Linked DNA regions of Zea mays: region 2 is linked to region 1. The links are chromatin contacts, called in public ChIA-PET maps. All regions are on one chromosome and are shown on one strand. The core of a region is the stretch at or near the end of the contact, and the rest is flanking DNA. Distances in the headings are between cores, read along the strand shown.

Region 1 (5,368 bases), core at 1,517-4,016:
TGTAAGAATATTGAAGTGTCCGCACCACATCCCGGTTTGGCAGAGTTCTGGTATTTCTCTGCAAAAAAAGCCGAAGCCCTACCAAATATCTTTTTGCATATAAAAAGCAGAGCCATTTTTTAGTATGAAAAAGGAGCCACAAATAGTAGACCATTGACTGTGGCTCTAGCTCTGACATTTTAATATAGGACATGTTTTAAAAAATTAGGATAAGTCGTTTCTACTAAATGATTTGTGAACTACCAAAATGTTGTTTTTTTAAGTAAAAGCTAGAGGTGTTTTTAGGCAAGCCAGACCCTGTCAACGGATCTTATTTATGCCTGGATTCATAAGGCAACACAAGTTAGATATAAAGACCTTCGTCGTATTGATTTAACACTAAGGAACATAATGAAACAACATGAAAGCCACAAAGTGGAACTTCTTATTCAACTCATCTCATATGCTTTAGTATTTTATTTTATTTCTCCTGATAAATGAGTGTACAAGCACACCTTCAGCTCCCGCACACAGGGTGGCACAAAGGTTCTTCGTAGGCTAAGTAAAACGGAGTGATGACCCTCCAAAAGGTTTTGGAGCTTTATGCAGGGCATTGTTCATCTATTTATATGGAAAATGAACCGTCTTTGCACAGAATTACAATCATGCCCCTTAAGGTTTTACACACATTGTTTACAAATGACATCAGGGCAATAATGTATTTATTCCATCCTCGGTTGCACGGGTTAGCCCCCGTTGTTTGGTAGCTTCTCGTCTGGCTTATGTTCGAAGTTCTTCTGTTGTTGCTAAAGTTATCGACTTCAGCTAACACATTTGTCACTTGCGTGCACAGGCGAAGCTTCTTTGTATGTTGCCTCGGTCGGAGATCAGTTTTGTCCGCCAGTAGAAATGTACTTTCATATTTGTTTGATTCATTTTGAAGGTGGTTTTTACTAAAGCACCTGTGATACTTTTTAGAGATGTATTAGAAAACAATGATTAATTAGTGTTTTAATGATCTTTGAAAGATGAAGGCCTTTAACACTTAGGCCCGTTCGGCAGGCCAGCGTCCAAACCAGGCCAGGATCGAAAGCAGCCCAGGATCAAGTGATACATGTGTTGTCACTAATTCCTAGTCACTAGCCCAGGAACCAATCCGGGAGGTAGCTCACCAGGACTCGTTCCAGACCAAGAATTAAGCGAAGGGAATTCAAATCAGGTGGATCTGTTTCTGGTCCAGATTAAAACGAACGGCTCTAACAGACTGGGCCGGATTCTAAGTCGGGTTGATTCATCCCGCCCAGAAAGAGGCCGGGAATAGGCCGTTCCGGCCGAAACGAACGACGCCTTAGTTGATTTATAGCTCTATCCTCTATGGATCTATCTACCTGTCTGTTTTGCCGGCCGAAGCATGCATCATGCATGTGCTGCAGCACAAGTCCGGGGCGGGGGGCATGCCCGAATTTTTTGCATTTTGGTCCTTCATCGGAAAAAAATTCACGTTTGGACCCTAGAAAATTTTAATGTCATTTTTGGACCCTTTACTCGGCGTCGTAGCCTGTGGCGCCGAGGTAACACAGCTCGGCGCCATAGGCTATGGCGCCGAGGTACGTGTTGAGTTGGCACAAACGGATGTCGTGGCGCCGACGTGGTACCGAGCTCGGCGCCATAGATCATGGCGCCGAGCTCTATTCTGTACAGAAAACTTGTCTAGCTCAGTTGGTAAAATACAAGGCTCTAAACCTTGTGGTTGTGGGTTCGAGCCCCACGGTGGGTGTTTTTTTAATACTTTTTGTCTTTGTCACATTTTTTTGTTGTCCATATTTTTCGTTTATGTCGCTGATTTATCCGTCGTGATTTATTTCTCATCCAGTTTTATTTTTGTGACTGATTTGTTTATTCGTCCAGATTTTTTTTATCCTGCGAGCACAACAGCTGTATATGCAGTAAATTCTAAAATATATCATCCATGAGACAAGTATATAATGGAGTATACTTTTATTTAGTGCAGAAGAAAAAAAGATGATTATGTGTGCTTCTTTTTACTGGGAATATGTTATTATGTATTTAAAATTTATGTTCAAAAGAACTCAATGAAAATATAATATTTTTATTTGATCACGATTGAAGTAAGAGTGTTCTCATTTGATTTTTATTGTGGTTAGCTGAGCAAACAAGGGGAGAAGTTGACGGCTTGTGAGCACTGTGGCACACAGCTGCTGTGCTCGCCGGATAAAAAAATTTGGACGAATAAACAAATCAGTCACAAAAATAAAACTGGATGAGAAATAAATCAGGACAAACAAATCAGCGACATAAACAAAAAATATGGACAACAAAAAAAACAAAAAAGTGACAAAGACAAAAAGTATTAAAAAAAACCACCCACCATGGGGCTTGAACCCGCAACCATAAGGTTAAGGGTCTTGTATTTTACCAACTAAGCTAGATAAGTTTTCTGTATAGAATAGAGCTCGGCGCCATAATCTATGGCGCCGAGCTCGGCACCACGTCGGCGCCACGACATCCGTTTGTGCCAACGCAACACGTACCTCGGCGCCATAGCCTATGGCGCCGAGCTGTGTTACCTCGGCGCCACAGGCTACGGCGCCGAGTAAAGGGTCCAAAAATGACATTAAAATTTTCTAGGGTCCAAACGTGAATTTTTTTCCGATAAAGGACCAAAATGCAAAAAATTCGGAGGGCATGCAGGCTACTGCAGTATAGAGGGCCTGCTGCTGTGCCTGGGCTGCATGTCGACTCAAGGCAGCATGCGAGCGCGGCAGTCACAAGACGATGGGCTTCTCTCTCTGCTCTCAATCTCAATTCTCAACTTCTCCGGGCCTCCTGGGCTCAACCATCGGCTGCTGTGTTGCCAAAAGCATCTGCCGGCTCTTTTGCTTTCTTTCTTTTCTTAACAATAATCCACCTCAGGACTGGGTCGGTTAGATGTTAATTCATATGGATTGGATATAATTAAGTCAGTTTAAATTTATAGCAAGTTAAAATCTGCTTCAATACATCTTAGTCCGCTTCAATCCTTCAATCAATGTGAAAAAGAAATAATCGAACAAAGCCTGACACGGACAGGTATACACGCCATGCATGCCAAGATGGGCGCAAACAGGGACAGACCCAGAACAAAACAAAAATGAAGGCACACTTCTAAGGATAGACACCAAAATATTAGAGCGAGGACATTTTAGTTAGGTTCAGCAGAAGATTTAATGGTAAAAAATCTAGACACTAATACTTACAATAAAGAAATAAGCGAGGCCTAGACCCTCACCCCCTTATATGTAGGTCGCGCAGACAGCGGATCCTAGCCATCACTTATCGCCAACGCAAGGGCAAGACTGTGAAACAAACTTAGAACGGCTCTTGGGTGCAGGCAGGAGCCGTCTATTTGATCAATCACTCGGCCGGCCTTTGTATCTGTCTCTGTCGATGTATGCATGTGACTTGGAAGCCAGGGATCGTGAGCTCCCCTCAATTATTGGGCCTCTTTTATGTCTGTCCGAATCTCGTGGAGCTTGGAGCCATATGCCTGGTCACTTGGCACGACAGACAGGGAGGCCACCTGTCGCGGGCATGGCCACATTGCTTGCCTGCGCTCATCGCCATTTCTCCGAGTCACAGATTATTCTATGCGATTAATCGCGCATCAAGCTGGAGCACTCCTGTGATAGCTAGTGACTTGGTACGTGATCGCCTGATGGGGTGATCCAGATCTGGTCAACACTAGTACTATCATTCATTCCTCATGATCCTGTCTCCATTCTCACCCACCTTTCTGGTATAACTACCCCCGTTCTATTGCAATTGTTATTGTTATATTAATATTGGTGCTTGTGAGCCATGCCGTGAGGCGAGACTTTTTATCTGGCTTTCATTTGGTTACTTCTCCCACCCCAGAGAGAATCAAATCTTTATCTTTACTTAATACAATGAGCGAATAAATTTTCTCTACGACGAGAAATAAATATTTTAAAAATAGGGTGTAGGGATTCGAATGCTACCCACTAGTTTTAAGTGCTCGGTTTCTACCATTACAACTCATGTCTATTTATGTTATATGAATGTAAAAGTACATACTAATAATTTTAAAATACAAAAAATATAACCATATTTTAATAAATATCTTATTTAAACTAGATCTATCTATATGATATGATATATATAAAGACCTTAGCAATTTACAAGCAACTAACTAGTGAGCCCGTAATGCATGAGACTATGAAGGTTCTTTGAGATCGCTTTTTGGCTCCATAGACTTCATGATAGAGCAGCTTATAAAAGCTAGAGTTTAAATTTACAAAGCACCCATTAAACGCTAGCTCTCCTTGCTTTATCTTTTTTTTTACTAAGCAGAGTTGGAGCTTAGTCTGAACAAGATATCGTAACAAATTAGAACTCTCGCTCGAACTGATATAATCTTTGATTGTCCACACTAACAAGTCAGACTGTGAAATGGAAATGTGCCCTTGGGTCATTTCTATAAATATTTTGGTTATTCGATGTTCAACATATATTGTTTTGTGCTAAGTGTCAAATAGATGCAAATGGAAAATCAAGGTATGATTCTAGATTTAGTAAATTGTTTTTGGTACTAATATTATTCTACTAAGTGCTAGGAGCCTTGTTAAAACGAGAGAAATTGAATTGGAAGAGTTTGGCTGAGTCCAGCTAGACTGAGGTGCACCGGACTATCCGGTGCTCAGGCTGGCTCCCCTAGCGAACAGCCGCTCTCGGGAAAAGTTCAGCGCGTCGCGGCTATAATTCACCGGACTGTCCGGTATGCCAGCCGCGCCCACGCCAACGGTCGGCAACGCAATCAACGGGTGACGCGTGGACTTCGCCATGTGCCACGAGCGTCGTGGCTGCAATGGTCGGTTTCGCCAGAAAAGGAAGGAAATCGACATTGTTTCCTGTCCGGTGCGTCCATGGACAGAAGGCATCTATGACCTTTCAAATGGAGCTCCAACGACTCCTAGCTGCCTTGGGGCTATAAGGTCTTTTTTAGTTCGCGAATTGTAACATGGATGACAAGGGTAATGATTCACACTCGAGTGACAACGGTAATAAGTTTGAGTAAGCCGATATCAATTTCCAGTGTGGTATCTTATTATGGTTGGACTTAAACAAGCATGGTTTAACGTGATCTGTTACACATCACGTTACAATTATATGAATCAAACAACACCTAGGTGTCGTTTGGTTCACGAAATGTAACGTAAATGATAACGGTAATTATTCAAACTCGAGTAACAATGATAACAAATTTGAATAGGTCGGTATTAGTTCCTAATATGCTATCTGATTACTGTTGGTTCTAAACAAATATGATCTAACGTTATCAGTTATTCATCTATTATATTACCGATACGTG
Region 2 (5,368 bases), core at 1,452-3,951, 80 kb after region 1:
CTCACATCGATTGTAAAGCGATCAAGAGCCTCCAAGCGTGTGGAGAGCCTTGAACCGATTGATAAAAGAGAAGAGCAACTCAAGTTTCATCTTGATGATCACTTGAGTGAAGAAAGGGCTAAGAGAGACCCGGTCCTTAGTGGACTCCTCAATGGAGACATTGGTTTCTTTGTGAAACCAAACTCCGGTAAACAAATTGTCGTGTCTTTCTTGTGTTGTTGTGATTGCAATTTGCATTACTTCTTTCCTACATAAGTCCTCTTGCGATTGACCATCTTCACATTCTTGTATTGTTCTAAGTCTAAATCACCCTCTCATTGAAAAGAGCAATTGCATGCAAGGAGAACTTCCCTCTTCATCACGATTAATTTGTGTAGTGTAATAACCTCTAATTGGGATCATGTTTTGTTTTGTGTTAAATTTTATGTTTCACTATTCAACCCCCTCTAGTCGACTATCAGAAGACAACTAGGCTAGCCACCAAAACCGACTAGGTCGAGTACCACGATGACAAAGTCAATTAGGCCAACCTCCAAATGTAGTAAGGCTAGATTCCCAAAGTCAACCAGGCCAACTTCCTCTGCCATGGCGACTATAGTGGCCAGTCTAGTTGTGAAACCCCGACCTAGTGGTTTTCAAACCAATTCATTTTAAGTTGATTTTTAGAATTGGAAACGTACCCAACACATTTTAGAGTTATTTTTTACTGGGATAAGACCACATGAGTGAACCACGCTCGATTGAGGTACCCAGCATCCAATCGATCAAAATACATATACTATCTCTTTTATCCCTTTGTTTACCTCTATCTTGTTTTTCATTGCATCTCTCAATGAGTTTTGACAGTGCTCTAAGTGGCTTGCCAATCCTAGGACAACGTTCACGTGCTTCTTCCCAACGGGACTTTCCAAGAGGTGTTGGAGAGTCTACCAGCAAAGAATAGGATCAACATCGGACTGATATCAGTTTTGACATTCTTCATTGTGTTCAAGATGGTATGTGTCCGCGGACATGCTAGCCCTTGCAATATGTGATCCGAATATCTTTAAGCATCAAAAGTGGAGCTAATTATTTTTGCCCTATTTAACTACTTTTATGTTATTGTCATGATTTTTTAAAATGATTAGATTGAGTGAGTGAAGATTATATATATATATATATATATATATATATATATATATATATATATATATATATATATATGGCTAATATTAATTTTGTTCCCCTTTTTGGTTCTTCGGCTATCTTTTGTACTCTGACATAAATGTTTATTTGGTTGTTACATATACCTTTATTATGTGCATGTATGATTGTTGCTGGTTTGAATGGTCCCCTTATGTTGAAAATTTAGCTCTGTGGTATTTCCAAAACAAATAGAGTCCAATTAGAATATGAATGATATCAGAATCTATCTACTACCAATGGAAATATGCACTGTTAAGTGCACCTTGACACCTAACAGAAAATAGGGGAAGTGAGGGATGAAAAACAAATATTTATTTTGGAGATTAATTTTTTCGGTTTTTGTTATTACATATATGCAAATTTGTATTCTTGTATTTAGCATTGAGCTTGTAAAGATTTATAAAAGATAAACCACAAATTTGTCATATATCCTATCAAATGATAGATATAAAATTTGGATATAGATACAGATTTAGGTATTTTCACTTTTTTTGTTGTAGCAGGGAGCAAATAATGCATGAAACAATTTATACAAAATTTTATTCTTATTTGTAGCTTGGTAACATAGGAAAAGATAAGCATTAAATTTTATATATATCTATTTTATAAAATACTAAATTTGTCATAACAATTTAGACATGACAGAGGCCTATATTTTCTGGACAGACGCTGAGAACAAAACCCTTAACAAAAGCGCACGTACGCATCACATCTTGTTTTGTTTTCTTAAGCGACCGGAGGGTGGAGTCACTCCGAGCCTGCTGGATGTTATTCAAAAGGAAAAAAGAAAAGATGTGTGCATTACATCACCATGTTCGCCACCCAAGAAACCATAACCGAATGCAACTTGTGCATTAGAAGATTGGATCAGTAACTTTCTACGGATATATGATATCCCAACCTACGAATCATAGTCCGGTGCAGCCTCGCCCCGTTCTTATCTCCACTGGATCACTGGACTGGACTGTAAGCATCGCATACACGTATCGGCATATCGCGATCCAAATGCTTCTTCACAAAATGGTAGGTGCCTAAATAAATTTTAGTTAAAAATGAATAAAAATAAGGTCTAATCCTAATCTGATATAATCATTAAATCTTATATTGTAAAATTTAGAGCTCATTATCACCTCTAGTCATATCTCATTTCCCCCTTTTAAGGACTATTATATATGATCTCCTATGAGTTGGCTTAAATCATAGTATTGAAGTTGCCTTTGTTTGTTCGTGGTTCATCGAACTAGGAATGCAAGTGGGCAAGTGCCAAGGAACTGAGCCCATCCAGGTTCATGATCAACTGGTACTTTCCTTGCTCTCTCTCAGGGAAAAAAAACCACAGTCCGCCAGTCCATCCATAGACCATAGTCCAAAAGGCAAGGTGAGGTTGCACCTTGAGGTCGTTCTATCAATAATCAATCCATCCATAGAGGCAAGGTGAGGTTGCCAAGGGGGCAAGTGCGTGGTCACAAAAGTGAGACACCGGATGAGCTTGCTGTGTCCATTGCACTCTTCACCTGAAGTGCGAGCTGTGAACCTTGGTGACCTCCCAAGAGGCACCTCACCCCCTCAAGGCAGGGATCACATGTATTAAATTTCAAAAAAAAACTCTATTATTGGTGCCAACTGTGCTGAATTTTCTTCATCACGTAAACAAAGCACATTCTGAAAGCAAAATGTTCATGTGAGGGCTAGGACTCGGCAAGTTTAGAAATTTTCAAGCAAAAGACGCGAGAGAAGGCCAAATTCTTTTGGCCTATATGAAGTTGAGGTGTCTGAAACGAGAGATCTCATTCTCATCACTCATCAGGCTGCCTCTGTCAATGGGTCACCACTCATCCAAGCCCCCCCATCCTTGCAAGTTGTCGGTCCAGCCAGCCACATAGAGACATATAATCACATAGATAAGGCGAATTCCACGGTCCCATCCAATTGCTTGCTTCAGACTTCAGAGGCTAGAGGCAATAGTTCTCTCTCCCGGTCCCGGGGAAAGCCATGGAGGAAGAGCAGAGCCCAAGGCTGGGCCGGGATCCGGCGACCGAGCCCAGTCCTGCGCCGGAATGGCCGGATTCGGACAGCAAGAACGACGACAGTGCGAACGACCCGGAGGACCCTGCCGGCGGCAGCGGCAGCGGCAGCGGCAACGGCATCAGCTCCTTGGAGCAGCCGCTGCTCAAGCGGAGCACCACCCTGACGGCCAGCCACCTGGCCATCGTCGGCGCCAAGGTCTCCCACATCGAGAGCCTCGACTACGAGTGAGCATTCCATCTTAGCTTGTTACTACTAATACCTCCATGCTTGTCATCGTGGCTGATGATGAAGTGCGGCTGGCTCTGCTCTTGCGTCCCAAAATTGAATTGCTCTGTCTGTCTGTTCTGTTCTTGGCACGCAGGATCATCGAGAACGACCTGTTCAAGCACGACTGGCGGAGCCGCTCCAACGTCGAGGTGCTTCAGTACATCTTCCTCAAGTGGGCCATGGCGTTCCTCGTCGGCCTCCTCACCGGCGTCATCGCGTCCCTCATCAACCTCGCCATCGAGAACATCTCCGGCCTCAAGATGCTCCAGATGGTCAACCTCGTCCGCGGGAAGCGCTACTGGGCGGGCTTCCTCTACTTCGCCGGCGTCAACTTCGCGCTCACCTTCGTCGCCGCGGTGCTCTGCGTCGTCTTCGCCCCCACCGCCGCTGGCCCTGGCATCCCCGAGATCAAGGCTTATCTCAACGGCGTCGACACGCCCAACATGTTCGGCGCGCCGCAGCTCATCGTCAAGGTCAAGCCGCTTTTCTCTCTTTTTTTTTTTTGGTTGGGGCCTTGGGGCTTTTCTGAAAAAGAAAAGAAACGGTTCCGTTCCTTGTCTCGTGCTGTCTGTGTGCCTGCAGATCATCGGCAGCATCGGCGCCGTGTCGTCGGGGATGGATCTCGGCAAGGAGGGCCCGCTGGTGCACATCGGCGCGTGCCTGGCCAACCTGCTCAGCCAGGGCGGCGAGGGCCGGTGGCGCCTGCGCTGGCGGTGGCTGCGCTACTTCAACAACGACCGCGACCGCCGGGACCTGATCACGTGCGGCGCGTCGTCCGGGGTGTGCGCGGCGTTCCGCGCGCCCGTCGGCGGCGTGCTGTTCGCGCTGGAGGAGGTGGCGACGTGGTGGCGCAGCGCGCTGCTTTGGCGCACCTTCTTCAGCACGGCCACCGTCGTGGTGGTGCTGCGCGGCTTCATCGAGGTGTGCAGGGACGGGCGCTGCGGCATGTTCGGCGAGGGCGGGCTCATCCTCTTCGACGTCAGTGACGTCACCGTCCGCTACCACGTCGGCGACCTCCTCCCCGTCACGCTCGTCGGCGTCCTCGGCGGGGTCCTGGGGGCACTCTACAACCACGTCCTCCACCAGGTGCTCCGGCTGTACAACCTGATCAACGCCAAGGGCCGGCTGGCGAAGCTGGCGCTCGCCCTCGCGGTGTCCGTGTTCACGTCGGCGGGGCTGTACCTCCTGCCGTTCGCTGTGCCGTGCACGCCGTGCGACCCGGCGTTCGGCGACGCGTGCCCGACGGTGGGCAAGTCCGGCAACTTCAAGCAGTTCAACTGCCCCACCGGCTACTACAACGACCTGGCGTCGCTGCTCCACGCCACCAACGTGGACGCCACGCGCAACATCTTCTCCACGGGCACCGCCGGCGAATTCAGGCTCGACTCGCTGCTCATCTTCTTCGGCATCTACTGCGTGCTGGGGCTCTTCACCTTCGGCATCGCTGTGCCGTCGGGGCTCTTCCTGCCCATCATCCTCATGGGCTCCGCCTACGGCCGCATCCTGGCGCTCGTGCTCGCGCGCTTCGTGAGGATCGACCACGGCCTCTACGCCGTGCTCGGCGCCGCCGCGCTCATGTCGGGCTCCATGAGGATGACCGTCTCGCTGTGCGTCATCTTCCTCGAGCTCACCAACAACCTCCTCCTGCTCCCCATCACCATGTTCGTGCTGCTCATCGCCAAGACGGTGGGCGACGCTTTCAACCCCAGCATCTACGAGATCATCCTCGACCTCAAGGGCCTGCCGTTCCTTGAGCCCAAGCCGGAAACGTGGATGAAGGACCTCGCAGTCGGCGAGCTCGCGGCCGCCAAGCCGCGGGTCGTCACGCTGCAGGTGATCGAGAAGGTGTCCACCGTCGTGGAGGTGCTGAGGTCCACGCCGCACAACG

Evidence for each region. ChIA-PET counts read pairs in DNA pulled down with a chosen protein or histone mark.
Region 2: a contact with region 1 is called in an H3K4me3 ChIA-PET map of seedling, with 9 times the contacts expected there. The contact joins the promoter of LOC100502532 here to the enhancer-like site in region 1. A contact is called at or near these places in 17 of 25 Hi-C or Micro-C datasets (bundle sheath, ear, endosperm and 5 more) and 2 of 3 datasets of contacts at active chromatin or transcription factors (leaf and seedling).

The regions. Positions count from the first base shown.
Region 1 is chr9:112,461,530-112,466,897 of Zm-B73-REFERENCE-NAM-5.0, forward strand. No RefSeq gene overlaps it. Among protein-coding and RNA genes, the nearest start is that of LOC100502532, 80 kb to the right of the region's middle. Within about 2 kb of position 2,767, at least 17 of the 20 cell types and tissues checked have an H3K27ac peak or open chromatin away from gene starts, as enhancers often do. A contact at or near this core is called in bundle sheath, ear, leaf and 4 more, where this site is marked.
Region 2 is chr9:112,541,547-112,546,914 of Zm-B73-REFERENCE-NAM-5.0, forward strand. LOC100502532 (chloride channel protein) reads left to right here and starts at 2,702. Exons shown (of 4, transcript NM_001398833.1): 1 at 2,702-3,437; 2 at 3,575-3,953; 3 at 4,063-5,368. The coding sequence starts at 3,178.